4 separate regions of the Mus musculus genome follow, and regions 2, 3 and 4 are each linked to region 1. Evidence: chromatin contacts called from public Hi-C, HiChIP or PLAC-seq and promoter capture Hi-C data. All regions are on one chromosome and are shown on one strand. The core of a region is the stretch at or near the end of the contact, and the rest is flanking DNA. Distances in the headings are between cores, read along the strand shown. Region 1 has its middle 22 kb from the start of Gm34128. Region 2 has its middle 32 kb from the start of Gm39478. Region 3 overlaps Gm51933 (a long non-coding RNA gene). Region 4 has its middle 62 kb from the start of Gm39478.

The links. Hi-C and Micro-C count contacts between places; a contact is called where the count stands out from the background. HiChIP or PLAC-seq counts read pairs in DNA pulled down with a chosen protein or histone mark. Capture Hi-C pulls out chosen DNA fragments and counts their contacts.
Region 2: a promoter capture Hi-C map of adipose tissue shows a contact between it and region 1. The contact joins two enhancer-like sites. A contact is called at or near these places in 3 of 15 datasets of contacts at CTCF or cohesin (the G1E-ER4 cell line, the NIH/3T3 cell line and embryonic stem cells), 9 of 484 Hi-C or Micro-C datasets (bone marrow-derived macrophages, cerebral cortex, embryonic stem cells and 2 more), 10 of 115 datasets of contacts at active chromatin or transcription factors (CD8 T cells, bone marrow-derived macrophages, craniofacial prominence and 5 more) and 4 of 9 other capture datasets (adipose tissue, embryonic stem cells, liver and 1 more).
Region 3: a contact with region 1 is called in a Hi-C map of uterus. The contact joins two enhancer-like sites. A contact is called at or near these places in 1 of 39 promoter capture datasets (cranial neural crest), 1 of 15 datasets of contacts at CTCF or cohesin (the NIH/3T3 cell line), 9 of 484 Hi-C or Micro-C datasets (cerebral cortex, cortical neurons, embryonic stem cells and 3 more) and 11 of 115 datasets of contacts at active chromatin or transcription factors (craniofacial prominence, embryonic basal ganglia, embryonic forebrain and 8 more).
Region 4: a contact with region 1 is called in an HNF4G HiChIP or PLAC-seq map of pancreatic cancer cells. The contact joins two enhancer-like sites. A contact is called at or near these places in 1 of 15 datasets of contacts at CTCF or cohesin (large pre-B cells), 1 of 484 Hi-C or Micro-C datasets (bone marrow-derived macrophages), 4 of 115 datasets of contacts at active chromatin or transcription factors (embryonic stem cells, pancreatic cancer cells and stem cell-derived neural progenitor cells) and 3 of 9 other capture datasets (adipose tissue, embryonic stem cells and liver).

Annotation. Positions count from the first base shown.
Region 1 is chr11:117,386,059-117,392,629 of GRCm38.p6, forward strand. No RefSeq gene overlaps it. Among named protein-coding and RNA genes, the nearest start is that of Gm34128, 22 kb to the right of the region's middle. Within about 2 kb of position 4,158, at least 41 of the 459 cell types and tissues checked have an H3K27ac peak or open chromatin away from gene starts, as enhancers often do. A contact at or near this core is called in adipose tissue, heart atrium, pancreatic cancer cells and 2 more, where this site is marked.
Region 2 is chr11:117,230,708-117,237,301 of GRCm38.p6, forward strand. It overlaps a transcript of Septin9 not described here. Among named protein-coding and RNA genes, the nearest start is that of Gm39478, 32 kb to the right of the region's middle. Within about 2 kb of position 4,909, at least 80 of the 459 cell types and tissues checked have an H3K27ac peak or open chromatin away from gene starts, as enhancers often do. A contact at or near this core is called in adipose tissue, pancreatic cancer cells and trophoblast stem cells, where this site is marked.
Region 3 is chr11:117,555,979-117,562,924 of GRCm38.p6, forward strand. All of the region lies in intron 1 of Gm51933 (a long non-coding RNA gene), which reads right to left. Among named protein-coding and RNA genes, the nearest start is that of Gm51933, 9.2 kb to the right of the region's middle. Within about 2 kb of position 2,248, at least 63 of the 459 cell types and tissues checked have an H3K27ac peak or open chromatin away from gene starts, as enhancers often do. A contact at or near this core is called in heart atrium and uterus, where this site is marked.
Region 4 is chr11:117,200,736-117,207,289 of GRCm38.p6, forward strand. It overlaps a transcript of Septin9 not described here. Among named protein-coding and RNA genes, the nearest start is that of Gm39478, 62 kb to the right of the region's middle. Within about 2 kb of position 4,421, at least 58 of the 459 cell types and tissues checked have an H3K27ac peak or open chromatin away from gene starts, as enhancers often do. A contact at or near this core is called in pancreatic cancer cells, where this site is marked.

The sequences.
Region 1 (6,571 bases), core at 2,908-5,407:
ACAGTCCCTGTGCAGTGTAATCTAACTCAGCCAGTGGGATCAGAGCCATTCCTAAATTTTGAGATCCAGGAGGCTCAGGGTCAGCTGAAGGCGAAGTGATAAGATTAGTTCTGAAGTTCTATGGAGATGGAGAGCTGCCTTTGTCCTACCCAAGCCGGCTCAGGGCAGGAAGAGTTGCCCCTAGGCTTGGTGACATTGGCTTAGGTAGGAGGCAGCCAGGACGTGCTACCTGAGCCTGCAGCATAGCTGTAATATCAACTACTTGGGAGACTGAGGCAGGAGGATTACGGGTCAGAAACCTCTTGTGCAACTTAGATTTTTGTTTCAAAAAAAAAAAAAAAAAACAAAAAAACAAAAACAAACAACAAACCCAAGAAGAATTCCAGGCAGAGCTCAGAGGTAGAGCGCTCAGGGGCTCTAGTAATCTCCTGCACCAAAACAGCCCCGAAGAGCAACAAAACCCAGTGACCTGAACACCCTTGCATCCACGGCCTGGCTACTGTGGGGCTACGGGGAGGTTCTGTTGCTAAGGTCTTGTTCCCCAATTAGTTCTTGACTTGTCGATAAAGGCCAGGGGCCAATTGCTGGACAAAAGGTACAGATGGGACTTCCAGGTTCCAAGAGGAAGAGGAAACTCAGGAAAGGGAAGGGAACTTCTCTGCCATGCTTTGGAACTAGGAGAAAGCAGCAGACATGTAAGGTCTCTGGGCAGCTAAGGCCTGCAGCCTCCGCTTTGAGTGGGTGGGTGGGGCCAAGGATTTTGGCCGGAGTGCTAGCTGATGCAAGACACCAAGCTTAGGGCCGAGGAGAGATGGAGATAATAAATTGATTAGGGCACACATTTCTAGGCTTGAGGTATCTACACCCAGCAATTGTGTAGAGGCAAGTTCTAAAGGTAACAGGCAGTGTGTGTGTGTGTGTGTGTGTGTGTGTGTGTGTGTGTGTCTTTTATGCTCTGATTCAAGGGTCTCAGGAATGGGCTGGTAACTCGACCCCTCCAGGAGCAAAGGTGGGTAGGAAAGAGAAGCCAGGTCAGTGCTGGGAGTGCAGATCTGATCCTGGAGCGAAGCCAGGAAGAACAAAGCAGGCTGGGAGGGGCTGGTATCACGGTTGCAGCTCCCGGGCTAAAGCAATAGCATAATCATTAAAACTACACGCAACAGTAGGAGGACTCAAGTCACCTGTGCACCTCTCCCCCCATGGCAGCTCGCAGACAACCAGGCCAGGGGACATGCACTTCCCCCAATCCCCTCGCCTGCCCCCCGGGACAGTACTGTCGCTGAATCTGGGCACATGGACTCTGCCTGCACACAGGCGGGCCTGTGCGTGTGTTCCAATAGTCAACAGTCAAGGCAGCCTCACAGGGCACAGACCAGTACCCTATTGCTGCTGCCTAATCTCGTGATGGACAACTGCACCAGCCAATCGAGAGCCCAAGAGGGTGGGATGCCAGATGCAGCAGAAGTGGTCTCAGTGGGTCCTGGTAGCAAATGTAGGTAGACCCGGGGCTTCTAGAACATTCGAGATCATCTCCCCTACTGTCCCACAGATAGAGAGTCAGTGCTGGGGTTGGTTGTTTTACCACAAAGCTTGATGCTTCCAAGAGCCACTGGCCTGGTGTTGGTGTCTCAGGAGTGTGTCAGGAATGTTTCCAAACCTGGGGCTACCAGCTCTTGGAGGAAGGCTGAGCCTTCCTGGTGGGGTCTGAGGTACATTTGTGTTGAGGGAACAAATCTCCTTCCACTTTGACCCAGATGATTGGCAGGTTGGGGAGGAGCAGGTAGGATGAGATCTCCCTTACCTCAGACATCTGAACACTCGAGATGTGTGGTTTAAGATATGAGCCTTCAGCCTCTCCCTGGTTGTGCGATCACATGCACTGGGGTGTGGGTGGTTGGGTTGCTGGGCCCTCCATCACCCATGCATGTGTGTGTGTGTGTGTGTGTGTAGATATGTGTACATGTGTGTGTAGATGTGTGCATAGATCTGTGCATAGATATATGTGTACATCCGTGTAGTTAAGTATAGATATGTGTGTATATTGTGTTTGTGTGTGTATGTCTGTGTGTAGATGTATGTGTGTGTCTGTGTGTCTGTGTATCTGTGTGTGTCTGTGTGTCTGTGTATCTGTGTGTGTGAATCCTTTCCTATTCTCTCACCTACTGCCCCACTCACATCAGTCCCTGAAGCCATACTGAACATGGCAACCAAGTCCAGGAACATAAAATGACAGGTCCCTGTCCAGGGCTCTGTGGATTCTGCCTCTGAGGGTGGGCAGTACAGTCATATGCAGAAAGCAAGGAGCCTTTCTAGATGGTGATTTAGTCACAGATGACAGTACAGGGGCTGGAGCAGCAGATGCGCCTGATCACAACTTTGAAGGAAGGAGGTTGGGGCTTCACTGTAGGAACAGCACCCTCCCCCCCCCCCAAACTCTGGAAGGAAACTGGTCTGAGGGGACCTGAGCTTGTAAAGTGGGTGGGTGTAACCTCAGGGACAGGACTGGGCAGGCTGAAGAGGCTGTGAGTAGGGAAGGGCCCAGAGGCTTCACAGCCCTTTCCTCAAGGCTGATGTCTGGAGTTAAGTAAGGTGCTGGCTGGGAGCCTCAGGAAGAGATGATCCAGTTCTGGCCTGCTTTGCTCTGCTTATGGGTGTTTATCTACAAGGTCGCAGCAGTTGGGCTGGAAGGGCTGGGGACCCCTTTTTATCGGGAAGAACTAGGGTGGCTATGCAGCTTAAGGTTGTCTAGAACATTCTCTCTCTCTCTCTCTCTCTCTCTCTCTCTCTGTGTGTGTGTGTGTGTGTGTGTGTGTGTAGATGTGCATAGATGTTTTGTCAAGCCTCCACTTCTGGCTCTGGAAGGTCTCTTCCAGTGAGAACTGGAGCTCAGGAGTCCAGGGCGGGATGCCCTCTCTGTGCTTGGGATGGGCAGGAGCCAGAGACAGAGTTTCTTGACCACAGACCGGGTGGTGTACAGTGTCCTGTCAGAGACTTTGTGACTGGGCCTTAAAGGCAGAGAGATTCCCATTTGAACCTTGAATAGGAGCTCTGCTGAGAGAGGTAGGTATCTTTGAAGAAAAGTACAAGAGAGTTGCTGTGGACATCGCGGTGCAGGGGAGCGAAGGCTTGAGTCAGAGCTCCAGGGACAGAATCCTGTTTTCAGACCCTCTCCCCAGGGACTGGAGTGTGGCCTTTGTAGACTATAGAGACCTGATTGCAAAGAGAGACAGACAAAAAGAGAGGTGTGGGAGGGGGAGACAGAGAGAGACAGCAAGAGAGACAGAGACAGAGAGACAGAGATAGAAAGATAAACAGAGAGACAAAGAGACAGAGAGCAAGAGAGATGGAGACAGAAAGAGAGATGAGGGGAGGGGCAGAGCACGAGAAGCCAGCGCGGGAGGTCGGGGGACATCAGTTCTAATTGTCAACTCTACACAGCCTAGAGTAATTTGGGAAGAGTGTTTTCAGTGAGGGATTAGCTAGATCATGGTGGCCAGTGGACATGTCTGTGGCGGGATGGTCTTGACGTCTGTAGCTGATGTGGGAAGACCCAGCCTGAAGGTGGGTAGCACCGTTCCTTGGGTAAAGAAAGCAAGCTGAGAACTAGGCACGCAAGCTGTTTCTCTGCTTTGGCTTGCGGGTGTGACTGAAGGATCTGGCTTCAAACTCCTGCTGCTGTGACTGCCCAGTAATGAAGAATTATAACCTAGGCTGGTGAGCTAAACTAAATCCTTTCTCCCCTACGTTGTTTGTTTTAAAAACCACTTTTAAAAAAGAGAGTTAGCACTGGAGAGTTGGGTCAGGGGTTAAGAGCACTTGTTGTTGCGAAGGACCCGGGTTCAATTCCCAGCCCCCACATGAAGGCTCAGCTCGGCGCACCTCAAACACCAGCAAAACATGAAAAAATACTACTAAAAAGGGATTTAAAGCTGGCTCTGAAGGTGTGGGTGCGGATGAACTGGTCCCAAGGGCATGAAAGCAGGAGAGAGCTGACCTTGCCTCCAGCGGATGGCAGGATTGGGTGGCCCAGACAGACAGGGCTGGAGAGCGCCCCCTAGTGGCGCGGATGTGAGAGCGCCTGATCAGCTAGCTCAGCTTCCACCCAGGTCCAGACTCAGGGCTTTGATTTGACCCATCCCCAAATCTACAACATCTGTGAACCGTGGGAGCATGGGAAAGGGCCAGGCCTGCTGACCCAGAGCTTGGGATCTCCAGGGCACAGGGCAACAACAGGATAACCGGGAGGAGTCCTGGCGAGGATCCAATATTGACGGTGTGACAGAAACCAGAGACCTTGAACCAGACCAATGACTCATTGCGACGGCCATCTGCCAGTGAAGATGTGTGGACTGAGGGACACTTTCTGTGGGACACACTGCGACACAGCACAGCTTCCACGATGAGATGTTTCCTAGGCTTAGTCCTTTTGCTTGTGTGGGTTTTTTATTTTCTTTTGCAAGGGCAGAGGGAAGATATGAGGGAATGGGGAAATGAGTCAGACTAGGGTGCGTGATGTGAAACTCACAAAGAAATCAACCAAAAATTTTTAAAAATGAGAGCTGTCTTTTAAAAAACAATGAGTATGTGCTTTCTTTCAAAATAAAATCAAAGTTCAAACTAGAAAAAAAGAGATCTAAAGTTTTTAACTATGTGTGTATATGTATGTGTGTGTGTGCAAATATGTGCGTGCAAGTGCAGGTGTCTGTAAAGCCAGATCTCTGTGAAGCTGCAGCCATAAGAGGTTGTGAGCCACCTGGGTGGGAGCTGGGATCCTGAGAGCCAAAGGGAACCAAACCTGGGTACCCTGTGAGAGCAGTCTGCTTTCTTAACCACCGAGCCATGCTTCCAGCTCCCTAAGTCCTTTGTTATCACAGCAACAGAAAGGACACCAGGACAGGGGAGGGGACGTGTGTGACCTGACACTCACCACACTGCTCTGGTCCAGCAACTTCACTTCTCTGAGCTTCACGGTACCAGTGAACTGGAAATAATTCCTGGTAACAGAGCCTGCTGGGGGTCACCTCATTAAACAAGAAAGGGTGTGGCTCACACATCTGGGAGGTGTCTATGGTCCCAGGGTTGTAGAGTTCTCCAGGATGTCCAGGTCTCGCCTTCCCAAGGACCAGGTGACACACGGTGGGGGGTGGGGGAGGAGAGTGGGGGCAGGTGAGTAGAGACTCATCCATCGGTCCTCCTGGGCAGCAGAGCTTCTGTCCCTCCCTGTACTTGAAGGACAGGCAGGAAGTGGTGAGGAAGTGGCAGCCCCAAGCCAGGAGGAGCTCAGTCTTTCCCAACTCCTGTGCCTCAGGCAGACACCAGGCCCCCAACAGAGCCCTTCCCTCCCAGTCTATGTTTCACGTCTGGGCCTCTGGGCTTTGCAGTCAGTTTCTTAAGCAAACAGGACACTTTATTTATCTCAGGTCAAACTGCTGAGAGGTCAGAGGGCTGGGGACCAATCTTAATTTGCAATGACCAGATGAGGAGGTCATGTTTTCAAGGACTTGGATGGTCCCTTGGGGGGGGGGTGGAAGGGGGTAGGGACTGGCCTGGCATTCAGTCCTCAGCCTTCTGCCCTTGGGCTGGGAAGGTGCGCAAGGACAGGCAGACAGATGGCCAAGGCAAGTTGCTCTAAGGGACATCGGGCACCACGCAGGCAGTTCCACCCAAACGGCAGCAGACACTCAGCTCAGATCTTCTCTTCTCTCACCTCCCCTGCTGTGCTGGGTCCTTTTTTTTTTTTTTTCTCCCTTCCACGGTCCCACCCAAGCTACCAGCAATCACATACTCCCTGAAGGAGTGTTTCTCAGGCGTGAACGATGGTCCAAAAGGATGGTGGCATTGAAGATGCCTTCTTGAAACTACCATCTTGGGAATGTCCCCAAGCCTTAGGCAGACGCATCAGGGACCACAGGAATTGGACATGGAGGTGGGAGTGGGGAGATGACCCCCTCCTGCTTGGACATTGGACAGAAGACAAGAAAAGTTGTATAGAAAGTTCAAATGATAAAACTATGAGAAAAATCATTGAAGGAATGTCTTGGGAGGCTGAGGCATGAAGATAGCAAGCTAGAGGCTAGCCTGGGCTATGTGAGACTCAAAACAAAACATAATGTTTGGCAGTGGTGGTGCACTTCTTTGATCCCAGCACTTGGGAGGCACAGGCAAGCTAATCTGTGAGCTCAAGGGCAGCCTGGTCTACAAAGAGAGTTCAAGGCTAGCCTGGGGTACACAGAGAAACCCTGTCTCTAAAAAAACCAAACCAAGGGCTGGAGAGATGGCTTAGCAGTTAAGAGCACTGACTGCTCTTCCAGATGGTTCTGAGTTCAATTCCCAGCAACCACATTGGGCTCTCAAGCATTGATAACTCTGCAGGCCCAAGGGATCTTCCGCCCTCTTCTGGCCTCTGTGGGCACTGCATGTATGTCACGCACAACACAACTCATACACATAAAATAAAGAGTAACAGCTTTTCTAGTTGTTCCTCTAGGTTTGTTGTGGATCTCAGTGTGAGTTTTTCCCCCTCCTATTGTAGTTGTTTTGAGACAGGGTCTTACCCTGTGGCCCAGGCTAG
Region 2 (6,594 bases), core at 3,659-6,158, 150 kb before region 1:
CTGTCTCCCAGGAGGATAGACATGATCTGCACACTCCCACAAGAAGATGCCTTGCTGTCTGGGGATGGGCATCTGGGGTCCCGCCCCAGGCAGAGAGTGGATGGAGTGACATCTCAGGCTTGGTGAGCTTTAGCTATGGGCTATGAAGGATCTGGCCTTATGGTGAGGGAGGGTCTCTAAACTCAGGTCTCCAAGGGACCTGTGAACAATGAATATGTGTCAAGGTGCCATGGGGACGGAAGCACAGTGGTCAATGTATGGTTTGTCCGGAGGCTGTGATGTTTGGGCTAGCAACCGGTGGCCAGGCACAAATGTTTTCCCAGGCTTGCTGTCTCTTTTTCTGGAGAGATTGTTAAACACGAGCCAGGCAAAGCGACACAAGCCTGTAATCCCAGTGCCCTGGATAAAAGCTTCGAGGATCTTCAGAAGTTCAAGGCCAGCCTGGCTTACCTAGAGTCCCTGTTTCAACAAAACCCCAATACAATAAAGAGATGCCATTTTTCACAGAAACAGCCCTTAATCCTGACACAAATGTGTGCATGCTTTCTTTAAGCCGAGACTGCACAGCAAAGCGCTGCTTCCCACCAGGTTTTTTTTTTTTAATATTTTTATTTTTTTTAAGATTTATTTATTTATTATATGTAAGTACACTGTAGCTGTCTTCAGACACTCCAGAAGAGGGTGTCAGATCTCTTTACGGATGGTTGTGAGCCACCATGTGGTTGCTGGGATTTGAACTCCGGACCTTCGGAAGAGCAGTTGGGTGCTCTTACCCACTGAGCCATCTCACCAGCCCTTCCCACCAGGTTTGAGTGACTTTTTGGTACAAGAGTGCTCCCCTTCCTGGGGACGCTTCCCCTTGACCTTCCCACTGCTGTTACTGAGCCTATCCCGTGCAGCAGAGGCTCTGAGCAGGTGCCGAGGGCCCTCCTTCCTTCGGCCAGGTAACCAGCCCCTGGACCAGGTGTCCACCAGGAAATAGAGCTGAGGCCCCGGGCCAGCCATGTTCTCAGAGAGCCGCTGAGTCTGAGGAAATCACAACGGGAGGACGTGTTCCCTCCCTGGGGACCGCTGAGACTTACTGACTCATGTGTGTGGGGTGGGAATCTTCCAGGAAGCCTCCAGCCAGCTCAGCCTCTTGGGAGCCTGGGGTGGGGACAGCCTGTCCCTCTGATCTGCAGGCTGACAGGACAGGGAGAACGTCTCAGGGTTCAAATACCTCGGGCAGGTATTTGGAACCTTCTTTTGGTCCTCCTGTCTGGGAGGCGACCAGTACCTGCGCAGATAGGTTGGGTGTGATGAGGTTGAGCTCTAGACCCCTAAAGTAAGGTGAGGCAGGCGCGCAGGAAATAGGAGCTTTTTAAAATGTTTTAAAACCCCAAGAAAATCACAGCATCGCTGGACGGGAGGAAAATGAAAGACTTTGGAAGTGGCCAGGAATTTGACTCTGCGAGTTGGTTTCCAAGAGCCTAGTTAAGCATCTCCAAGTGGATATTAAAAGGGAACAGCCAGACTCCAGCGGCGGGGGCTGGAGGGGGCGGGGAGAGGAGGCAGTGCCGGAAGCTGCACGCTGGACGCTGGACGGCTGGGGCCACGGCACTGTGGGCCAAGCAGGCAGCTGGTCCCGCGCTCAGGGAGAGGACCCAGGGACGCCCCGGGATTCCATCGAGGCTCCCCCTTCTATTTTTTTTTTTTTAATTTATCTCCTTGCGCTCCCCATTCCCCCTCTGTGTGGCAGAGACAATGCTACTTCAGTTCGGAGCAGAGACATATGACCAACACATGGAAATGTGGTAATTTGGATCTGTTCGTGATTGCAACAGATTGAAGAAATTAGACCAGACAAAGAGTGTTTTTAGAGGAAGAGGAGGAGGAGGAGGCAGAGAGAGAGGGAGAGAAGGAGGGCGACGGGGTGAGAAAGGGGAGGAGGACCCCTCTGCGCAGGGGACACCCGGCATCCCAGCTGCCTGCTGTAAATACATCCGTAGGAATGGAGAGAGATCGCATCACAGGTAGGCCACAGCCCTCCACGTCCCGGGTACCCCATCCCTGACCAGGACCCCAGTCCAAATGGTGTGGCCATACTGCGGCTTTGGGAAGTGAGCACCCAAGGTCACGTTTAACAACTTTTACAGAAATCTTTCTTTCTTTCTTTCTTTCTTTCTTTCTTTCTTTCTTTCTTTCTTTCCTTTCTTTCTTTCTTTCTTTCTTTCTTTCTTTCTTTCTTTCTTTCTTTCTTTCTTTCTTTCTTTCTTTCTTTCTTTCTTTTCCTGCTGACTATTCCACATTGGTGAGCTGGAATGTGGCTTCCCCACTCGAAGCCCAGCCGGGTCTGGCTTTTATTTAAACTGGGCCCCTTCTGCCGAGCTGTTTCTCTTTCATTTTCCGGTGTGCCACTTTTCTGTCTGTGATCGCTGTGAATTCAGAGACGCTGGAAGGGTGGATAGTGGGGATGGACTCTGCACAGGGCCAAAGCAAGCTTGTTTATCTATCATCTGGCCTTGGTCTCCTCCTGAAATAGCCTTGCTGGGCCTCCCGGGCTGCTGATTATAGAGGTGGTGTCTCCCAGTGCTTGGAGGAGGTGTATGCACACGTGTGCACCCTCGTGTGTGTGTGTGTGTGTGTGTGTTCTTGGGCCAGAGTGCAGTGTGCATGAGTGCACATGCAACCACGTACTCCTGCAGCCCCCTTAGACCCAATATAGACCCAGCAGGGGTGTGAACAGTTCAGGGAAAGGCATCTCCTTTCCTTAGCCACCCTGGTCAAGTTGTTCCCAGGTTAAATTTCCCAGTTCCTGCTGGGACCATCAATGTCTGAGGTCATTACTGCCCCTTCTGCCTTGAGTGTCATCTGAGTCAGGGGCTGCAGGAGAGTATGGGGGCGGATTTTAGAGATGTAACTCGTACTCCGGATTTGTGTTGTCCTGTGCTCATGATGAGACTGAACCCCACCCCAAAGTGTCATTGGCACCGGGGTATTGGTTACCTCTGAGTGCATGCACAGAGAGGTCCCTGAGAAGCCAAAGGGAAGGAAGAAGACACATCTCAGGTCCCATCTGAGGGATGACCTGTCACCACCAACCCTGGGATTACTGCAATTCTGATGCTGGCCAGGCCTTCACTGAGAGGTGGCCACCTGGTGTCTTGCTGACAGCAGTGTGTCCTGTGATCCTGTCGGGCACAGCACGAAACCCGGGAGGGAAACCTGCTTGTGATCAGCATGATTAGTAGATAGGCGAGGTTTTCTGCCCAGTTTGTAGAGGCAACATGGCAGGGGACACTAGCAGCTGCTTCCGAGGCCTGCACAGGTGGTGATGTATCCTCACCCCACCCCCAGGAAGCCTGGCCCTGCCACCTCCTCGTGACCAGCTGTAAAATGACAGTTGTGTTAGCGGCTGGCTGACAGGGGCCTGCACTTGTCTGTGCGGCTGTACTGGGTTTTGGGTTCAGGGCCTCCTCAACCACTAAGCCACACATGTGTCCAGCCCAGCCTTCATTCTGTGCATGACAGGGCCCAGCCCAGGTAGGTGACAGCAGGGTATTTGAGAGGCTCGCATGAGGGAGAGGTGGTTCCCTTGAGACTCAAGGGTGGAAGCTTGGAGATTCACAGGCTGACCAGAGAACAAAGCAGCCTTTGAGAGCCCTGGATCCTGGCCTTCACCACCCGACCCTCACTGGTGCCCTTAGCCAAGGACAGCGCAGCACCGGACCAGAGCGAGACCTTCTCCTTTTGTTTGTTTTGAGGCAGGTTACCTGGCCCCAATTTCACTGTGTAGTCCTGGATGGTATTGAACTCCCAATCCTGCTGCCTCTATGGTCAGGTTGCTGGGATTACAAACCTGCCGCAGGTTTATGTGATGCTGGGAATGGACCAGGGTACTGTGCCAGGGCCATACACTCTACCAGTGAGCTACATCCTCACGTGGTGCCTTCTCTTAGGATGGGTCACGGCCAAAGACCAGTCCTCCCCTCCCCCTCTTTTTTTTTGGGGGGGCTGTGAATGGAATCCAGGGCCTCAGTTGTGCCTGGAGGTGCTGTACAGTTGCAGTTCTCCCCGACATTTACATTTTCTTTTTTTCATTTTGAGGTGTCGTCTTGCTATGTGTCCCTGGTTGATCTCAAACTCAGGATTACCCTACTTCAGCCTCCTGAGTAACTGGATCTGGGCACAGGCCACCATGCTAGGCATGACTGTCGCTCTAGGAACCCTTCATTTGGATGTATTTTTACAAAAGTTTTCTTAACCAAAACTCAGCCGTAAATGGCCAGACTAGGACAGAAGAGGAAAACCCCCACCCCTCCTCCAGCCTGGTCTTCACCCAGTTGATTAATTAGGGTCAGTTGGAGCCCTAATCCTAACCCCAGTCCCCGGGGAAGTCAGGCTCTTGCCCTGTCCCTGCAGGGTGGCCTTGAGCAGATTACTTTGTGGCTTGCCCTCAGTTTCCTTATCTGTAGAGTGAGACTGAGTCCCTCCCCTTGGTGGGCTTCTGAGGTTTTGGTGTGCACTTGGCTGGCTCCCCGTTTCCAGCTGGCTGTGCTGTATCCTGCCATTCTGTCTCAGTGTCAGATGCTATGAAAGCTGCCTCCTTCCATCCCTGCTTCCACGCTGGGAGGCTGTGGGCCAGGGCACTCCAGTGGATGGAGACCTGGCTGGCTGGATGCCCCAAGGACTGGTGGCTGAAGCCGGTCCAGCCCTGCTGCCCAGGAGGTGTGGTCAAGGGTGTGGTCTTGCCCTGGTTGGGGCCATGGGACCTTCTAGCCGCAGGGAAGAGGTTCAGGGCTTGAGTGGGCATCCTTAGCTCTGCCCTGTCCTTTCTTTTCCTTTCCGCTCCCCCTCCCACCTTGTGGGGCTGGCCCGGGGTCCTCTCAGAGATTTCCCCAGGCAAATGCTTCAGGCTCCTCAGCAGGGCTGGCATGAGTCACTGAGCAGAGACAGGCCCCAGAGGCACGGGATGCTGCGTTCTCAGCCAAGGGTCGGCGTGGTTTCTCTTTTCAGTCTTCTGGATTGGCTTTGTGGCTCTTAGAAATTAAGCAGTTTTATCTTGTTCCAAGCGCTTGTGTTTCAGCACGGGGTGGGGAGAAAGAGAGAGAGAGAGAGAGAGAGAGAGAGAGGCTGACTCTCTAAAAGGGAGCTTTCTACTCAGCCAGGGGACAAGGAGAGGACAGGGAGGGTGAGAAAGGCTAGGCCAATGGGGCAGTCACAGACAGGGATCATGGGAGACACTGCCCAGTAAGGAATCCACACATGGCTCTCTGCAAGGGTCCAACTGCCCTGGCATTGGATGTATGCTCCTGGCTGGGGTCTGGTTTGTGTAGTGAGACACCAGGGTCCCAGGTCTTCTCTGCCACGGGGCAGGCAGACAACCGGGGCTCTCTGGAGGCTCACTGCCCCATTCAGTCCTCTCATCTCCCACCTCTGGGCTGGCCGCAGAGCCTCTGGCGGGCTCCAGCTGTGACTGATGGATTGCTGTGACTTTGCTTAGCTCTGCAGGTCAGAAATCAGAAGCAGAACGAGCTGGGCAGGGCTAGCTCCTTCTGAAGCTCCAAGCAGCTCTTGGCCCAATGCTTTCCCAGCTCCTGGTGGCTCCAGCAGCGTCGGCTTTCTTGGCTTCTGCCTCTGCTGTCTCGTGACCGGCTTCTCTCAGATCTCCCTCTGCCTTTCTAAAAATGAGGATATTTAAGGCCTCTGGGCAGCTGGGATGATCACAACTTAAGCCACCACATTCTATCCACAAAAAGCCTTTCCTTTTTTTTTTTTCCTTTCAAGAAAAAAAAAAAAAAGAGTCTATCTGTGTTTGTGTACATTTGCCCTGACACGTGTGGAGGTCAGAGGACAACTTGAAGAAATCTGTTCTCTGTTTCCATCATTTGGGTGCAGAAACAGAATTCACGTCATCAGGCTTAGTGACAAGCACCTTTACCAGTTGAGCCATATAGCTTGCCCAAGAGCCTTTTCTCCCAGACACTGCTCTCTGTGTTGGGGGGGGATAGACGTATGGGGTGGTAGGGGTATGGGGATATGGGGTGTGAGAGTACCAGAGTAAGAGTCTGGGGTGGTAGGCGTTTGTGGGGGACACCATTCTCCCTGTGTAGCTGGTGTTGGGCTGGTTATAAGACTAGTAATAGTTGAGGTGGCCTTGAACCCCTGATGGTCCTGCCTCCGCCTATCAAGTGCTGGGATTACAGGTGTGTGCCTTCACACCAGGCTCTGCCCATTTTTGAGTCAAGTTGCTTTGTTATTGAGTTGAGGGAGCTCTTTATATATGCTGGTTATTAGATCCTTATTTGATCTATCCTGTCGGTACTTTCTCCTGCTCCGTGGACAGTTGTTACCCTCACAGCACCCGCCTGGGTTTGAAGCTTACAATGAAGAGTGGAGAATAGCACACCACCTGGCCACTTGATTCCTTCAGCATTGCCTGTCACATGGGTTTGAGCAGGAGATGTGGTGTCTGTATGTGTGTGTGTGCGCACATGTAGAAGCCAGTGGACAGCCTTGGCTATTGTTCTTCAGGCACCACCCACCACATGTTTTGAGACAGAGTCGCTTAACAGCCTGGAGCTTGTTGTGTAGGCCAGGTGGCCATCGAGCTCT
Region 3 (6,946 bases), core at 998-3,497, 170 kb after region 1:
AGAACCTCTGCTGCTCAAGGACCAACGAAACTGTTCACAGAAGTGAGAAACGCAAAGAGAGTACAGCAGGCCAGACGTCAGGCCCTGAGCTTCGGGGCAGTGGAGTCATAGAGAATAGAAAGGGAGGGGTCATGCCCGGCATTATGCCTAGGGTTCAAGTGTCCTCTGGGATGCACCCCCTCCCAGGCAGCAGCCCTGGGCTTTTGACCCATGAACTCTGACTCCCAACCTTCAGTGCCTCTATTCTTAACTGTACATTTCCTATTGCTGGTCTCAATCTGTTCCCAGTAAGGCCCCAGGGAGGGGTTTGCACACACACAAACACACTCTTATACACACATGCACACTCACACATGCGTGCACATACGCAAAGGAATACACAGGCAAACACACATATATACACTCACACAAACACACATGGGCACACACTGAGCACATACTCACATAGGCACTCAGGCACACAGGCTCACTCTCTCTTTCATACACACACACCACCACCACCACTACCACCACCACCACCAACAAGCTGATCTTTACCTTGTCTGTGGAAGGGTTTTGTTGTTGTTGTTGTTGTTGTTGTTGTTGTTGTTGTTGTTGTTGTTGTTCAGAGTCTCAGGTAGCCCAGGGTGGTAAAGAGCCTGCTCTGCTGGAGCCCAGTCCTCTGGCAGACCGAAGACAATCAGACTGAGTTTGGAGACACATCTATAATCCCAGTTCTCAGGAAGTTGGGGCTAGCCTGGGCTACACAGCAAGACCCTGAGCCAAAATGAAAGGCAGAAAACAGGATCATTAAGAGCTATGCTTTGCATAAGTTATGTACAGTATGGCCCAGACAACCACAGAAGAACCATGTAATAAGCATAGCAAAACAATGCCTTTTAGACATGTAAAAATAGCTTAGTCAGGAACCCACTGTACCCAGGGCTGCACCCAATCACCCAATAACCAGAACCCAGTAACATCACTCACTCAAGACAACCAGACACAATCCTAGAACCCCACTGGACAGTACATAAGCAGAGACCAAGAACAATGGTCTGCTCTGCACATCTGGTGAGACAACACTTTGATTTGCCCTGCAGCTGGAGAGTCTGCCCCAGGATCCTGACCCTCGCTCTGTTAGGGGCTGGGTCTGACCTTCGCCCAGGTGAGCAGTCTTGGAGAGAGAGGCTTAGGACCATAGTTATGAATTTCGAGTGTGATCCTTGTGTGATGGCCCTCAGCACAAATAAAATAGAACTTCTGTTATAGCAACTCCATGTATCTACCTGTTTCCTCGTGAGAAACGGGCTGTCTACGGGAGCATTAGCCAAAAGCCAGCTTTACGATGGCCACAGGGCATCAGCCATCTAGATTCAGTTCCCAGAAGTACTTGGCACAAGGACTCCAATGAACTAGGTTAGCTCAGAAAGACTCTCCTGTCTCAAGCCCAGCCTGCCAGTCTCAGGTCTCAAGACCTGAGACTCATCATAGCCCAGGTCCACGAGAGACAGAAACGTCCACACACTGAACACCACACTCTAGGCTACACGGGGCCATCTGGACAGCCAGGCAGTGAGTGCGCAGGCCACAAGGCCTGGAGCCAGGTACACTACCCTATCCAGCCTGAGCAGGCTCCTCCTTCCAGAACCAGCCCTGTCCACTCTCCTCAGCCACAACCCTCCCACTTCAGGGCTACCAAGCAGCTGGAGGAGGAAACTCCACCCTGAGTTTCCATTGTTTTTACAAAAAAGCCAAAAAGGAAAGATTGAAATGGGAACAGTGGCCTCTGGAGACTCGTGACTTGTTCTTTAACCCTTCTGATTCGATTGGCCAGGCGGACTCCTGGGGTGGGGTCCTGGCCATCGGCCCTCAGCTCTTCATTAGCCTCCTACTCTGAAGGCTCGGGAGCAGGACCAGTAGGGACTGGATGGGACATCCGAGAACCAAAAGGAGAAAGAAACCCCCAGACTTCAGAGGTAGGACCATCCCCAGATACCCTGACCCAGGATTCCTGGCCTGCAACTCCCGTGACACATAGCCAAGGTTCTGATTAGAAAATCTGCCCTGTCATCTCCATAGCTGTGAGGGTCCTGTTGGTCACACTTCCTCTCTCCACAAGTGAAGCCCTCCTTCTTGAAGAAACCTGAACCCTCAAGCCAGCCAGCTGGGATCATCATGAATTCCCTGAGCTGAATGGTCAGTGCCTTTCCAGCTTCCTATGAGTCACTACTAGGCCGGGTAGGAAGCAGTTCTGGGAGTGGGGCTGATCCTCCGCCCTCCTCCGATGGCCCAGGAGAGCTGGCGTCTGAGGCCTGTGAACTTTGGCAATGTACTGCTCCTTCGCCAGTCCAGCCCGGCATCTCCTGGTTCTCTGTCTGCCTGTGCTCAGCATGTGGAGTCTTTCAGCTTCTGTCCCTGTTATTGGGGAGGCCAAGTGACTGGTAGTGTTGGCTCAAAGCGGTGTCTCCCTGCCAATACCTCTGGAGAAGTTCAAAGAAGAGGAAAGACAAACGCCATCGTGGCTCATTAGGCATCCACTGCAAAGTGTGTGTGTGTGTGTGTGTGTGTGTGATGGTTTATATATACTTGGCCCAGGGAATGGCACTATTAGAAAGTGTAGCCTTGTTGGAGTAGGTGTGTCACTGTGGGTGTGGGCTTTAAGACCCTCATCCTAGCTGCCTGGAAGTCAATATTCTGCTAGAGGCCTTCAGATGAAGACGTAGAACTCTCAGCTCCTCCTGTACCATGCCTGACTGGATGCTGCCATGTTCCTGCCTTGATGATAATGGACTGAACCTCTGAACCTGTAAGAGTTGCTTTGGTCATGGTGTCTGCTCATAGCAGTAAAACCCTAACTAAGACAAGTGGGTGATGCCAATGGTAACTTGTTCACAGGCCCTGGATTCTTGCTTGTTGTAGCATCTATTTAATCTCAAATTGGGGGTTTCTACTCTGCCTTTGATCATTCAGTCCCCAGATAAAAGACACATTACTTTTATTTACCACGGGCCTTTAATGCACTAGTGCTGGGCAGATATCTATCTTCTAAGCTATTATCCTACCTCCCTATCTACAACCGGGAGGTATAACTTGCCATGTGCCACCCGAGCTGCTCTTAACTCCAATTGTCCAGCCTTCATGGCCCTGTTTTCATAGCTCACCAGCCTAATGGTGACTTCTCCTCTCTCCACCTTCTTTTCTTCTTCCTCTCATGGTCTCTCCTCAGATACCAAGCCTGGGAACCAGAAACTCCACCTATGTCTCTTCCGCCTAGCTGTAGGCATCTTTATTTGTCAATCGAGGACAACTTGGGGGTCAAAGTTACATGGGTCACTTGGGTCACCGTGTGGACTCTCATCCCTGGGCATGACCAGGCCTTGTGGGCCAGCACTTAGCATAACAATAATAGCAAAAGACCAAAACAAGCATCAGCAAGCATCAGCAAACAAGCCTCAACAACTGCTTTTCATTTTCATCCACAGTATCCTGACTGCGCTCCCATGCATTAGGGTTTAGCTGTAGAACACCTTGGCAGATCCAGGCCAAGGAAAGCTGCAAAGATCACACCGTGTAACAGAACTCACTCCAGATTTACTGGGAGAAGAAAGGTGGCCTCTGAGAGAGAGACCCAGAGAGAGGAACAGAGACAGAAAGCGAGAGGCAGACAGAGAGACAGAAAGTGACCATAACTATGCCCCAGGATCCATGTCTTCCCCTGCCGTCAGAACACAGGCCTGTACCTTGAGGCCAGGTCCCACTGTCTGAGTCCAGCTCTCTCAGGGACAGAGTTAAGAGGTTTGTGGTACCTGGTTCCTCCATGTCCTGTGTCCAAATGCTATGCTGAACTAAATCATGCAGTGTGACTACTAGCTGCCAGCCCTAAAAGGTTATTTAAAGTCAGCTCTTGCCTTTGTTCTTGGATTTAGGTTCAGAGACTTGTGGTGGTGGCAGGGGTTGGGAGGGGTGCTGGGAAAGATGTTCTGAAGGCTGCTCCCTGAAGAGATTCTGCCTCTCCATCCCACTCACAGCAGCTATCTCTATCTTCTCTCAGTTTCTCTCTGTGTGATTCTCACACTTTAAGTTCTTCTCAGCTCTAAATGGAGCCTCCCCCTTGCTGTTAGCACCCCCATTTGTTTAGCTCTCATCTATTGTACTGTTTCTGTCTAAGGCTCCCCTCCCACCTCAAGCATCATGCCTGGGAGGTTCTTTCACTCTAACAAACATCACAGAGGGAATTGTGTCAACTTCCATTCCAGACCTATATCTGCTGCTCATCTCTTATCCTGTTTAACCATGGCCATGTTTGAACATAGCCAAAGCAGGCAAAGCCACAACCATCACTTGAAATACAACCCAGAGGCCTTTCTCCTGGAGGCAACTCCTGGTTTTCCAGGGACATTTTGGCCAGGTTTCCCATACAATGGCAATGATGCTTGCACTCTGAGCTGTGACATCACGTCTGGATTCCTTATCAGTCGGAGCACAATGAAGATGCTGTGCAAATAAATCCTTGTGCTATGCTGGGTTTCTATCTGTATTTTGTTGTTGTTGTTGGTGGTGGTGGTGGTGGTGTGTGTGTGTGCTTCTTCCAAACACCTTTCTTCCACTGTAGCTTGTCTTTGGCTACTTTGTGAATTCTTTCTTCCACCCTTTTCTTGCATCCTTTCAACCTCCTAACATAAGATAAGAAAAAAATTAAGAAAAAAAACAAGGATAGTGAAGAGAGGAAAGAGATCCTGAATAAAGTCAGGAGTCAAAAGGGAGGTGGGTGACAGAATTGTCAAACTACTTCTTGCTGATTAGGAGCATCAAGTTCCTTGGGACAAGTTTTGATCTTCACAGTCAGGATATCAGATTTCTTTTTTTGTTATTGTTCCAACAACCCACCAGAAAAGTCCCCAGAGTTCTAATCATCATACAATTGCAGAAACCAGCTTCAGCTGGCAAAATCATGTCCCTAATAGTGCATGAGGCAGGCCGGGCGGTGGTGCCCCAGCACTTGGGAGGCAGAGGCAGGCTGATTTCTGAGTTCAAGGCCAGCCTGGTCTACAGAGTGAGTTCCAGGACAGCCAGGGCTATACAGAGAAACCCTGTCTCGAAAAACCAAACCAAAACAAAACAAAACACCCCCCCCCAAAAAAAGAGCATGAGGCAAATCATAATCAGCTGTTATGAAAGATCTGAAGTCCCATATCTGGGATTAAAATGAGAACATTCCTGTTTTTTTGTTTTTGCTTTTGTTTTTGTTTTTGTTTTTTGTTTTTTTAAAGAAACCCAAATTCCAAAATTCTCACTACATTTCCCCCATGTCTATTTTAAGCCATCAACTATGCTATGTGTAGCAGGAAATTATAAAGAGACATTCTCAATAAACTAAGAGCTTTTCAGATCAGTGGCCAAGGTTTTCAGGAGATCTCTTCTGCTCAATTCTAATTTTTGTCAGTTTTGATGGTATTCACAGCTGTTCATTTCCTGTGGAAATATGTACAAACCTATGTCCCCAATGCAAAACTTTTTCAGGCTTCCATTCTGATACTAGCATATCCTCATAGTATCTAGGTTGATTTTAAAAATTATTTATTTTATTTATTTGTATATAGGCAAATTTAATTCCAAAGTTTTTTCTATAACCCAGTGTCTCTTGGCTATTATTGTTCCTTGAATGAAATGGCTCATCATTTTTGCTGAAGAGCTCTGGGCCAGGCTTCAAAGGCTGTTTCCCAATGGTAAGAGATTACTGTTGGTTATCTCTTTTGGATCTACACTCACTGGTCCTATATCAACACTTGCCCTGCACAACCCTGAACACCAAGGCCCTCTTTCTGGTTTACATTTAGAAAAACCATTGCCCTTAGAAATGTCTTATTCACAATTTTGTTACAAAAGATCAAATTTTCCACAACTAAAGCATTGAGCATTTTGAGACCTTTAGTGGCTTGGTCACAGTCTCTTTGCAAATGTCTATATTTCCTAAAACTAAAGCACCAGGTATTTTGATATTGGAGACTTCTAGCTATAGCTTTACATATGATATTAGCATGTACACATTAGAACTGATATTGGCTGTATCCTTTATCCACTCATCCATAGGAACAGCTCTTGCCTTTGATGGTCTAATAACCTTCTTAAATTCGGGATTCCTATTTTTGAATGCCAAGGTCTCTATCAATACCTTCCTTTCCTCAGGGTCTGATACGGCTTTGTTCACAGCTGAGACTAATCTTTGTTTTAAAAAAAAAAATAAGAAAAGCTTCTTGAGAGCCTTGTATAACCTTTGTAAAAAGATAGGTTGACTTTTTCCCAAACTCCGTTTTTTGTCCCAAGCTCTTAAAGCCATTAAGTTCTATAGTAACATCATCAAATTGAATCTGTTCTTGTATGTCAGAGCACCACCCTTCACCCAGCAACTGATCTTTGACTATATTCATTCCCCTCATTCTATTTCCCTGTTTAATATTCTCAGCTTTTTCCTCTCCACCATGTTCACCATTGCAACTGCGGGCCAGCCTCTAGTACAGCTGTTACCGATCACTTTCTGTCTTGAGGAATAATTCTACTTTGTGTAGCCCAGTTATTTAGAATTTATTTCACATAAGGTGAGTGCATCCCATATGAAATTATGGCCCTTTTAAAAGAAAAAAAATATGCCTTAGATCTAGCTTTTTTTTTTTTTTTTCTTTCTTTTTGGTTTTTCAAGATAGGGTTTCTCTGTATAGCCCTGGCTGTCCTGGAACTCACCCTGTAGACCAGGCTGGACTTGAATTTAGCAATCTGCCCGCCTCTGCCTCTCAAATGCTGGGATTAAAGGCGTGTACCACCATTGCCCGGCAGATCTAACATTTCTACAGGACACCATCCTATCTCGTCATAAGATTGCTCCTCACCATTAGCAGGCATATGCTGTATGACTCCTGGGAAAGCTGGTGTGATCTCATAAGCTTGGGCTGCCCCTTCTCCCATTCTG
Region 4 (6,554 bases), core at 3,171-5,670, 190 kb before region 1:
GGACAGGAAGCTCTCTGCCAAGAACCTGTGAATTCATTTAAGATAAGAACTCTGAATCAGGAGACTGAGTTAGAGTTGAAGAGGTCATTTGGGCCATTCTCCTGCCTCGAGGTCTTGTTCTGTTTCCTCTTGCTTTCCAAATTCAGGAACCAAAAATGACTCTACTTCATCTCAAAGAGAGCCATTTAGCTTCCCTTTAAAAAAAAATAGCCTTCCGCAGCAGAAGCTCGAAGTTGCTAACTTGGCTGCTGGGCCCCCGTCACTGGCGGTTTTTCAGGAGAACATGCTGATGTGATGGTGGGGGAGGAGGGGGCTTCCAGGTGGTATGTGCTCAGGTTTGGCACTGGGCCCTTCTCCCTCCCCAGCATGCTCCAGATGTTTGGAATGGTTGCGGGCATTGGGGCCATTTCCCAGCCTCTCTGGCTGGCCCGGGGATGGACAGCCAAGGGCTGTGCTTTCTTCTCCTTGGTCCTTCACACTTCCTGACTGGTGGATCCGGACACTGAGGTAGCCAGGTCCTTTCAGCTCACAGGTGCCTGGCTTACTGCACAAACCCCAGACCCCACCACCCCAAGACTGGATGCGGGAGGGGGGGGTCCTGAGCCTGGAGCTTCCTGGACATGGTAGGGGTGGACCAGTGCATGCTCCGCCATCTTGCCTATACCCACCCAACCTCAACCAGGTAAATTTTCGTAAAAAAGATGGAACTTTCTATGATAGGTCCTGTGGACGTCCAGCTTACAGCCCCTGTAAAACCAAGCTCCTCAATTCCCCGTGTTTACCTAAAGGGGCAGGGCTCTTGGAGGATGGGCCACAGGGAGGGCCTGGACCGTATCCAGTTTGTTCCCTCCCTGGCAATGCACCAAGGGGTGCTGGGTCTGCAGTTGTACGGGGTTGGGTGGTAGGGGTTCAGCTCCATGCCAATTTCCTCCGGGTTTCCTGGGGCCAGCCCCATTCTGAGTAGGGCCACTCGCTGAAGTTAGATTGTCCCTAAGCCCCCATTGCCACCAGAAACTCAGCAAAGTAGCAAAGAATGCAAAAGATCTCTACAGCATCTGCAAACCCAAGGACAGCCAGAGAGCTTTGTGCTTTTCCCATAGACTGAGTGGGAATATCGCTGTAGACCTATTTATGAACTCGAAATATGCAGAATGGCTGCCACACTGTGATCAGAGACCCGCTGTGAGCAGTCCTGGCCCTCTCAGGACGGGAGGTGAGAAGTCTGGAGTGACCCCAGGAGCGCGGTTTATCTGCAAGCACCAAGGACGCTTCCTGAGGTGGGCACCCATAGTCGGGCCAGAGGGCGCCAACGCAGGGACGGACATGCTCTTAGCTTGCAGGAGCTTGCCTTGTCACTGAGGAGGCAAGATATGGGTGAGACACCAGCTCATTACCACCCCTGTCTCGGAGGCAAGACAGTCTCCAAGTGCTCTGGGCAGTCAGGAGGAGGGGCTTGGGACTTTGGAGGTGCCTGCCTTCTGGGAGTAAGGGATCTGGCACAGTGGAAAATAAGGTGGGTCTTACCAGGTAGGGAAGCTGCAGGACCCCAGGGGCATTTGGGGGACCCTCTGGCAGGCTTAACACAGCCCTGATTCTTCCCAAACACGTCTTCCCCTTTGTTTCAGTGGAAAGCTAGAGCCGTGTGGCTCAGTGGTTAAGGGCAGGAGCATTGAACTGTGAAGCTCTTGGGATTAAGTCCCAAGCTGCTGTAGGGACTGGGGTTCTTCACCCCACACATTCCATTGTTCAATGTGGATGGTGCTTGTTTGTGACGGTGTGTTTTTTACAGGAACAGGTCCAGAGGTACCTATTCTAGCTCTCTAGCCGCTCTCCTAGGAATTACTGCCGTGGGCCATAGGAAGTTGTGTGCTTCCCACTGCGGGGGCCCAGGGCTTCCCTGACTCCCCACGATGTCCGTGGTTTGCAGGTTCCTTTGTGCTGGAGCCAGCTGCAGGCTACTCCTGTTGTTTTCTGGGGTCCTAAACGCTGGCTTCTCACAGCATATGAGTCTCCTGGAATACCTCTCTTCAATGCTCTTGGCTTTCTTGGAAATCTTCAGTGGCAGAGGCCGGGGCGGGGGGGGGGGGGTGGAGGGGGGGGGCAGGGAGGAGGACTAAGCTGTGAGCCACCAGAATTGGGCAAGCATATCTCTGTGTGCGTTCTGGAATTATTTTGGGATTCCTGCGGCTTCCAGGAGACTCTCGAAGCAGGTGGCTAGCTTTTCCAGCTCTATACCAGGCAGGGATTCAGTCCTAGGGGATACAAAGCATGAGGGGTTTCAGCCCTACCCAGCATTCTAGGGGGCTTTGGAAGGGTGAGGGGCACACCCTCTGAGGTCACTTCTGAGTAAGCTACCCACGAGCTGGTGAGTGTGGGTGACAAAAAGCTCCTTTCTCCGCTGGTCCCTCCATACCTCAGTGCCTGCTCTGGCTACCTCTAGACTCCTGATGGTCAAGCCTGCTTGCTCTAGTGTATCTAAGGGACGTGGGCTGGAGAGGAAGCAGCCTCCTCAAGCAGTTAGTCTATGGCTATGTCCCATCCTTGCCCAGATTCTGAGGCCCCTAGTCCCAAGAGAGCTGACTGAGCACAAGTCAGGAACCAGCCCTTCCCAGACCACTGGGGAGGTGGGAAGGCAAGTTCAGACATGGACAGCCATCCACCCTGCCTGCCTGCCCCTGCCTCCTTCCCAGCTTTCCACTCCAAAGCGTCTTACCAGCGTAGCGTTGAGTAAAATGTACCAGAAAGAGTATGAGAGAGCCCACCTTCTACCGTGGGACCTGCTTACACCTGGATGGGTGCAGAGAGGCAGAGTTGTCATTCAGGAGCAGCTGTCTTAGTCAGACATTGGGCTGTCCATGTGCCCGTAGGCCTCCCTTGGATGTCTAAACAAGACCATGGAAGGTGTGTTCCCTCCTGAACCCTCTGTGCCCTTCTCAGATGGTTCTGTCTGTCCCAGGCTGCCCGAGGCTCCAAGACAGGCATTGAACCTGGAGGCGACCAGGTTTCCGCATGTTTGTCCGTGGGCAGTGTTGCGTGGGCTCTGCAATTTGCTAAAGATGTTTTTGATAAGAGAGATCTAGCCCAGACCAGCACAGAGCCAGGCCCCAGGGTACATGCTGAGTGGATCTCTTAGTCTCAGGATGTCAAGGGCTCCGAAGAGAGAGACCCTGGGCTCAAAGGGTGCTTGGGTAGAGAAAGGGGTGACTCTTGCCCCATCTAAGGCTTGTTTGTTGGGGCTGTTACCTTGAAAACATCCCAGCTCTTCACTGCTTTAGGGATTTATGGGGGGGGGGGGTCATCAGGACCAGAGGCTGGTGAAGCTGCTTGGGGCTTGCAAAGACAGCAAGTACAGCCCTGCTGTGCTGAGGGGTTCCTAGAGAGACCTCAGAGTCCTGACTCTGCCACAGGCCATGTGATCCAAAAGTCCCAATTAAGAGAAGTCTAAGCCCTGGTTGAAGGCACTTATAGTGTCAGGCAGCCAGGCTTGCAGGGTTGTTGGTGGCAGCAGCAAAGCCAGTTGTGACAGGTGGGCAGGTCTCTGGGATAGCTTTGCTCTGGCTCCAGAAACTTTGGCCAGGTTTGCCAGAACAGCCATGCTGAGCTGCAAGGGGCCCCGACTCCCCAGAGTTCCTGATCCGTTTTAATTTTCCGTGTGCTCTGAGCCATTTATTCCAGAAGTGTCTGCTGAGTGCTGCTGAGCCTCAGGCTCCATTCTGGCTGCTCCCCGTGGCTCTCCGCAACAGCACTGCAGGGCCCGGAGGGCTGAGGGGCAGGCTGCTCCCAGCCCAGTTTCTTGGCCTTATCTCTCCAACCCTGCCCTGGGCCCGGGTCCGCTTGCAGCCGAAGTGAAGATGACACCAAGCTACTCTGACCAGAGAGGGGTGGCGGCCCCAGGAGCCTTGCTTGTCAGTGGCCTCTAGCAGATCTCCAACAACCAAGCTTTGTTTGGGGACTGATCTGACCTGGTTCGATGAAGCCTTACTGTTGGCTGCCCAAGACCTCAGGACAGGAAACGGGAGCACGGAAAGCCAATCCTAGCTTCAGGTCGCAGGATGGCCCTTGGACCCGGACCTTCCCTGGCTGGGACCCAAGTCACCAGTCAAACCCTGACCTTCAGCATTGATTGGAATGCTGAAATCAGGGGCAGAGAAGGTCTCTGTGGAGCTGAGGCAACCCATCTGACCCTGGCTTGAGGATCCCGAGGAGAGGACCTATAGGCTTGCCTGCCTCCTGCGTGGCAGTTGGTGGCTGCAGTCTCTGCCACAGTGGTCTTTTCCTCACTCCTCCCAGGGCATGCTCACACTCTGACTCCCCCAGACTACATCTGGAGCAAAGGGTGGGCCACAGCAGCATCAGGAGTCCTGGAGTGTTATACCCAGGTCCTCGCCAGGCCAGGCGTGTTGGGGCAGCAGCTGACTCAGGAGTAGTGGCAACCGTGCTCAGGTTTGAGCTGAGTTCCAGGTGAGCATGGTTACCAGGAAGGGCTGGGCACCAGTGAGCTAGCTGGCTGGCTGCCCGGGGCCTTGAGCTGAGATCAATGGGACTTGCATCCTGGGGCCCTCCTTTCACAACCCTCTTTATAGAGGATCAGATCCCAGCCGGAGGATAAGGCTACTGTAACCCAAGCAACTTGGAAGTGGGTTACATCCAGTGCTTGTCATCTTCCAGCATGCTAGGGACTTGACCGCTGGGCACAGAGGGGTCTGGAGGAGTTATTTGTAAAACTCACTGATAATTAATTCTATATCTTTGGCTCAGTAGAGCAGAGCAGGCGAGTGGCTAGGTAAGGTTAGAGCTGAGGGCTTCTGGGTCATATGGATACTGCAGGGTGCCAGACAAAAGGGCAGTCAGATGTACCAGGGAGCCGGGAGGAATGGTGGCTTCTCACCAGCACTGGCATCGCGCTGCCTCCCTGCTTACAAGGTGTGGTAAAACCTCAGCTATGTCGGATGAGTCACTGGGTGGCAGAGCTTCCTGGTGGCTGCGGGCCGGCCTTAACTGTGGACCTCGGTTGCCTTTATTTTATTTGATTTTTTTCTCCCCTCTGGAAATGCTTTCTGAGACAGACCCTGTATCCATCACTTTCGTTTGTTTGTTTTGCTGTTGTTGCCTGTGGTCGATGTTTTGTGTTGTGGACTTTTCCTTCAGCGATGCAATCAGGAAATGGAACCGGAACATAAAACCCTACCTGTTGTTAGATTCACTTTTATGTCCCTTGCTCTGCTTGTCCCCACAAGTGTGAAATGTATCGTTTAATTATCTGAGCGGCACCTGCTTTCAGGGTTGCATGTCCCTGTCACTCAGGCCCTTTCACCGGGAAGTCACATACCAGGTACGGGTCAAAGCCAGAGCTCTGGCGGCTCTTCAGAGTGGACGTCCTGTGTTTGGTGGCCCCTCACCCGCTTTCCTAGAGGATCTGGCCCACTGATCCGTCTAGACTGTAATGGTGACTCTTTGGCTATTATTATGGCTGTCACCCACAACCAGGAAAGTATGCTCAGGATAGCATTTCATCAAGAGGTATGATGGAGAGAAACTGTCCATCAACCTGCTGAGTGTCCCTGCGCTGGTTTGCTGTTGAGACCAGCTGTCCACCATCTTCATTCCTTGCAGTGACTGGCACACGAGGCTGGCGCAGTGTGATCTCTCCATCCCTGTCACCTCCCGAGCCCATGGGCATGGATCAATGGCTGCAGGTGACAGGCTACCTGGGTCACTTGGCAACCAGGTGTCTGCTGGCTGGTTACTTTGCAGTGATTTCTTCTGGAAGCTTCCTTCCTCTGGCAATCAGGCATAGTTCTCTGGCTTTTCCTGAGCGTTAACATTTTGTTCCTCTGGCCTCAGTCTTTCTCTCATCACCCTGGTCGCTCCTTCCAGGAACTCTCGGCATGGCGGTCCTCTGCCTCCTCCTCTCTATGAGGAATCCCTGTGTGGTAACCCAGTGGCCCCAAGGTGAAGTGAATTACATGTTGGTTCCCTTCCTGTTGCTGTGACAAAGTTCTTAACAAAAGTGTGGGACATGTCATGTTGGTTCACAGTGTGATGGGCCAGTCCGTGTGTGCGTGTGTGTGGGGGGAGGGTCATGATGGAAGCTGGAGCTGGAGGCAGCTGGTCACTCTTCACTCACAGTCAGGAAACAGAGGGGGAGGTAAATGTTGGGGCTCAGCTCCTGTTTCTTTTATGCAGCAGAGAGCTCCAGCCTGTGGGATCATGCTGCCTGCACTCAGGGAGGGTCTTCCCTCCGCCATTAAAGCTCTCTAAAAAAACAATGTCCTAGACACAGGCAGGAAGAGGTACGCCTCCTCTGTGAGACCAAGTCCAGTCACCTTAACAATGAAGATTTGCGATTGCAGACCCATACTCTCAGGCGACTTGGGGTTCTAAGCTAGTGTGCTTAAACACTTAAAAAGTGGTGACCCCCTGCCTCTGTATGTTGAGTGGAGGTATTGCCCTCAATTTTAACTGTAGTTTGAAACAGCTATTAAGTATCGGGAATAAAGCAAAATCTAGAAAAGTATCAATTAAGCCGTTACTTCTCCAGAGTAACATTTTTG